2 separate regions of the Muntiacus reevesi genome follow, and region 1 is linked to region 2. A link is a contact called in public Hi-C data. All regions are on one chromosome and are shown on one strand. The core of a region is the stretch at or near the end of the contact, and the rest is flanking DNA. Distances in the headings are between cores, read along the strand shown. Region 1 holds the start of CIMIP2B (ciliary microtubule inner protein 2B). Region 2 holds the start of LOC136148357 (phospholipid-transporting ATPase FetA-like).

What was found. A called contact is a pair of places that touch in the nucleus more often than the background predicts.
Region 1: a Hi-C map of muscle shows a contact between it and region 2, with 7 times the contacts expected there. The contact joins the promoter of CIMIP2B here to the promoter of LOC136148357 in region 2. A contact is called at or near these places in 2 of 3 Hi-C or Micro-C datasets (blood and muscle).

The regions. Positions count from the first base shown.
Region 1 is chr17:55,748,930-55,751,879 of mMunRee1.1, reverse strand. CIMIP2B (ciliary microtubule inner protein 2B) reads left to right here and starts at 1,449. Exons shown (of 6, transcript XM_065907670.1): 1 at 1,449-1,568; 2 at 1,958-2,181; 3 at 2,268-2,473; 4 at 2,661-2,712; 5 at 2,790-2,950. The coding sequence starts at 1,507.
Region 2 is chr17:55,571,610-55,574,404 of mMunRee1.1, reverse strand. It overlaps LOC136148357 (phospholipid-transporting ATPase FetA-like), which reads right to left and starts at 1,383. Exons shown (of 33, transcript XM_065907865.1): 1 at 1,344-1,383. The coding sequence starts at 1,383. It overlaps UNC13B (unc-13 homolog B), which reads right to left. Exons shown (of 39, transcript XM_065907910.1): 39 at 1,615-2,795.

The sequences.
Region 1 (2,950 bases), core at 200-2,699, 180 kb before region 2:
AATTAATTTATTTTAATTGGAGGCTAATTACTTTATAATATTGTAGTGGTTTTGCCATACATTGACATGAATCAGCCATGGGTGTACATGTGTCCCCCAACCTGAGCCCCCCTCCCACCTCCCTCCCCACCCCATCCCTCAGGGTCATCCCAAGGGCACCAGCCCTGAGCACCCTGCCTCATGCATCGAACCTGGACTGGTGATCGGTTTTACATACAATAACATACATGTTTCAATGCTATTCTCTCAAAGCATCCCACCCTCACCTTCTCTGATAGAGTCCAAAAGACTGTTCTTTATATTTGGGTCTCTTTTGCTGTCTCGAATATAGGGTCATCATTACCATCTTTCTAAATTCCACATATATGCGTTAGTATACTGCATTGGTGTTTTTCTTTCTGACTGATTTCACTCTGTATAATGGGCTCCAGTTTCATCCACCTCATTAGAACTGATTCAAATGAATTCTTTTTAATGGCTGAGTAATATTCCATGGTGTATATGTACCACAGCTTCCTTATCCATTCGTCTGCTGATGGGCATCTAGGTTGCTTCCATGTCCTGGCTATTGTCAGCAGTGCTGCAGTGACTGACTGTATTCTTAACAGCATCTTGGTAGGCTAGGCTATTTTAACTTTCATGTTAAGAGTTTAGGGATTTTAGGTTCAGAGGGAGCCACCTGCTTACAGCTCAAGGCCGCTGACTACTAGCTGCTCGTGGCTGCCTGACCTCACACCCATGCCCTTTCCCCTACCCCCCACTCTGGCTTCATGGCTTTTGTTGCTACAAAGCGTATCTGTATACATTAGTCTGAGGCTCGCAACAGTGGCAGGGTGAGCAGTAGGACCTGCATTTTATAAATGCGGATAGGAGGCTTCAGAGATACTGCATGACGTGCCCACAGTCTCACAGGGCTTAGCCGTCCTGACTCCTGCTCCTCTGCGCTCTCTGCAGTTGTGGTGTGTGCCTGGCAGAGCAGGGCATATTTACTGAGTGGATGATGATGTGGATTATAGTAGTAATTCTTGTCAAGTTCTATTATTAAAATAAACAATGTCACTGCTTAGAGGTCTCTTGGTTCCTTTTCCCCCATCACCTCCCCTCTGGGCTTTCCTAGGAAATCACCTTCAACCAATACGCAGAGAGAGTAGAACCCACATCTCCTCAGACAGAAGCTTAGAGGGGCTTAGGAATGGCTCAGCGGATCTGTCAGGCTCTGCTCCCCTGCCTCCCACACGAGGGCTTCCTTCGGGCCCGCAGCGGGGAGGCCGTCTGTGCTCAGCCTTCTCCCCGCCCCCAGGTTGCAGGCCTGCGTTTGTTCAGGAGGCTGTGCTCTCCCGGCCTGCTGGCCTCGGCCCTGGCCGGCAGCACAACGGGGCCCCCGCCCCTCCCTCTCCTCCGAGCCCCGCCTCCCGCCGCTGGCTCGGCCTCCCGGCCCTGGACACGGTCAGTACACACAGCCCAGAGGCTGAGCTCAGAGAGACAAAAGGAGCTGCCTGGGTCCCCATGGCTGTGGCCCGCACCTTCGTACCAGGGCTGAACCCCCAGAACCCTCATTATATCCCGGGGTAAGACTTCCACCCAGAGCATACCCGTTTGCTTCTGGGAGTAGGGGTAATAAGGGTATTGAGGTGTGCCACCTCGGCCTTGGGGGCCAAGCGGACATCGTGGAATGGGCGGCTTATGGGTGGGTTATCTATGGTGTCGGATGGAAACGGGAAAGCAAAGGAATGGTCGGAACCGGGCCTGCTGTGAAGCCTTGCGTTGTGCTCTCCATGGCAACTGGGTAACAGCGAGGGGAAGGTTGAAAACCCAGACAGAGAACTAAGAAGTGCCTGCTCCAAATACGCACACAGCGGAGTCCAGAATGCTCGGGGCCTCAGCGGTCTCTGCGTCTCTGTCTGGGGCTGGTGAGGCAGGGCTTTCTGGAGGTGAGCAGGTGAAACCCCTGCTACAGGTACACCGGACACTGCCCGCTACTTCGGTTCAGCATGGGCCAGACCTATGGACAGGTGACTGGGCAGCTACTTCGCGGCTCTCCTGGCCTAGCCTGGCCCCCCGCCCACCGCACACTTCTGCCTCCCATTCGGCCTCCAAGATCCCCCGAGCCTCGCAGGAGGAGCCTGCCTGTCAGGCGCGGACACGAAAGGCTCAGCTCCAGCATGGTCCCTGGGTACACAGGTTCGGACGCAGGTATGAACAGGGGCCCCATCCCAGGACGTGGGCCCCGCGCGCTGATGCATCTTCCTTGCCCCCTGCCCACCTAGGTTTTGTGCCACAGGCACAGTTCATCTTTGCCAAGAACTGCAGCCAGGTCTGGGCTGAGGCTCTCAATGGCTTTACTCAGTGCAGCAGAGGACGGGGGAGTCAGGAGCTGCCCGAAGAGGCCAAGGGGGAAAAAGATGTGGAGGCAGACCACGAGCCAAAGCCGGAGGCAGAAAAGGAGCCGGAGCTGGGGCAGGAGGTGGAACAAGTGAGATGGAGAAGGCTGAGGCAGAGTCCAGCGGTGGGAGCGGGGAGCCCCTGCCTGTTGTGTGGCCATGCGTAGGCTGGCTGCGGGCACAGAGCCAGACCACCAGCCCCACTGCCCTGCGAGCTTGTGTTATAAACCAGGGGCTGAATCTGTTTCCTGTTTCTCCTCTCTCATTTCTCCTCACAAGGCGTCCCCTTATTCCATGGATGATAGTGACCCTCGCAAGTTCTTCATGTCAGGTGAGAGGATGTGGGTAATGACCAAAGGCCTGGGGATGCGCCCGGAAGGTACCGACTGCGTGTTCCCGCCCCCCCAGGCTTCACTGGTTATGTGCCCCGTGCTCGCTTCCTCTTCGGCTCCAGCTTTCCTGTGCTCAGCAACCAGGCGCTGCAGGAGTTTGGAGAGATGAAGTCACCGGGCAGGTCCCGGAAGGATCCTAAGCATCTCCCGGCACTGTCCCGGACCTACCCTCAGCAT
Region 2 (2,795 bases), core at 134-2,633:
AGATACAGTCCGCAGAATACCTCCAACTCGATACTACAAGGCTTGTTATTTCCCACCGAGAGGACAGTTACCATCTATGTGGTCTGGAGTGAAGAAGACAGCACTTTTGAGACATCACTTTCAGTACAGACCAAAGTCAGGCCCTTTTAAAACCAGGTGTTCAGAGAAACAGCATCTTGTTTCTCAGCCTGACCCCACCAGAGAGGAGCTGTCACATGATTTCTTCAAGATCAAATGCATCTTGATCAAGAAGCCATCTGCAGTTTTTCTGATCGAATTCTCTTATAAAGAACACTTTAAAACAGATTTCACCCTGGGTTTTAACTACTAGTATGATCTCTGATCCTAATCAGGGTATCACAGAAACCAAAGATAACTTAAACATATATCCAGCCTCTTTGGATTTTAGTTTCCATTAAGAGCTCAGAGTATTGGTACAGAAAATTACCCAAAGTCTTACATAAGGGATTACAAACTCAAATGTCTCCCAGGCACCAGGTATACAAAGTAAAATCCAGTATGACAAAATAAGGAATAATGGAGTCTACTCAGTGCTTTTTTGGGGGCCATTACTTGTGGCATGCAGGATCTTAGTTCTAACCCCCTGCATTGAGATCAAAGTCTTAACCACTGGACCACCAGGGAAGTCCTTGGAGTCTATATAAACTGTAGAAAACTAATTTGCTAGTTGCTTCTGAGCTCCAACCACCTGTCATTTTCTGGGTACATGAGTTAACAGCTTTTCCAATCCCCGCCCCCCCCCCCACCCGCCGCAGGAAATATGCATTTTTTAAATGTTAATTTTTTTTTTAAAGTTAGTTACTAATTCAAAAATGCAAGTCTTTTGTAGGCTATCAGCCAGAGTTTGACTTTTCCTTATGGGGTAGGTTTCCAGCTCCATATGAGAGAGGAATGATAGCAAACGTGCCACTTTCAAGTCAAATATGGCACAGGATTCACGGCTTCCTTCTCAGAGACTCTCTGGAAAATGCTGGAAAAGTGGACAGAAAACTCCTCGAGTTAGTAGGAATGTACCTTGACTGGGGGTCTGGGGGATATCTGCTTTATTAACTAGACAAACAGATACCCTCTGGAAGGAATCTGCGGGGGAAGATCCCCTCTGCTAGGTATCTGGGCAGATGGGTCTCTGAAGCATCCAGGAAACCCATATACTCCAGTATGGGGATGGGGAGGATTGGGAGAACAGTTTACAAGAAGTATAAAGACAGACAGCTCCTGGGAAATATACAGAGTGCGATATGACGGGTACAATCTCTTCAGTCTTGGGAGGGAGAAGGTGATAACCTCTCCTCGGGCGCCCCCTTCGGGCGCCTCTTTCTCACCATCGCTCCGCAGCCGTCGACTCCAGGGAACGACCGCCATCTTAACGCACCTTTCTGCGCAGGTGCCCGGGGGCCCCACGACCCAGCCCAGAGACCCCGCCTCCCGCCACGCCGCTCCGCCCCAAGCCCGCCGCCAGCCACGCCCCCTTTCCCCTAGGAAAGGCTCCTCCGCTTGGGACTGCGGAGAGGAGGAAGGAGCCGCTGGCCTAAATCTATCATTATATTAGAAAGTCATTTCTACAGCTTTACCGGAATCACCAGATCCCAAAGGCTGCTACAAGATAATTTATTACAGACTAGTCAATAATTTCTTGTAACAATGGCACATACAATTTAAAACAGCAAAGATGCTTCGTTTCTTGTTTCATGTAATGGCTAATGCAGAGTCCTCAAGAAGTCCAAGAGGCTGCTATGAGGATATTGAAGGATCATGTCACATCTCTGATCAAGGGCCTGGGAAGTCCGCATGACTCCCTGGGAGTGTTGAGCCCCTCTCCCCTGCTGCTCCCCGTCCCCCCAATCCAGCCTGTACCAAGGGATCCTAGTCTAAGTTCCTTCTGTAGAGCTTAACGGTTTATGAGGGTGACAGCAGCTGACCTAGATGAAAGGGAGTGAGGACAAAGGCTAGATTCTGTCTGCAAGGGGAAGAACCACCAGAAGGCAGTGGCCATAGGTGAACAGGACTCCTTCTAGACTGATTTCCACAATTTTTGGCTTTGTTCAGGGTTTATCTATGAAGAAGCCCTCTCTCCTGGATTCTTCCACTAGCTCTCAGATATGTATACTTAAGAGCTTCTCATGTCCTGAAGCATCACTCCCCTTCCTAAAGGAGTGAGGTAGGGAGACTCCTGGGCAGGTGGCCCCTGGTGCTTGGGTTCCAAAGAAATTCTGTGCATGCCTCTGAAGCACCATGTGAACCTGGTTCTACTCATGACAGCTAATCTGGGGGAAGGGATGAGCATAGCTCATTGCTGAAAGGTATCTTGTTCAGTCTCAATGCCCTGTACTCACTTGAGCCACTCTACACTGCTGGGTTCTGCTCAAGGGATGGTCTGCATTCACTTCTGTGTGTTCCTGCCCTGGCCACACTCCAGTTCAGACTACAGGGCTCAGCAATACCTGTAGACTCAATGGATTACTTACCTAATTAGGCACAAGCTCCAGGCCCCCTAAACGTGTTCCTCTAATGATTGGTACGTATGGATCTACCTGGATTAGGTGCGGTATGGAGAGGGGGAGAAAAGGGCGTGGGAGTCAGGATCTCTACCAAGAAGGGCTGACACTCAGAAATGTCTGCCCCTCCGTGAAAAATCTCCCTGGGTGGTAAGCCCCACAGCCCAGCTCCTAGCACCACAGACCTGCTGGTCAGGGATTCAGACCCTTTCTGTGAAAAGCCACACTCACACCACCCTAGATTTTTCCTTAAACGTTCCTAACTGGATGAATCAGCCT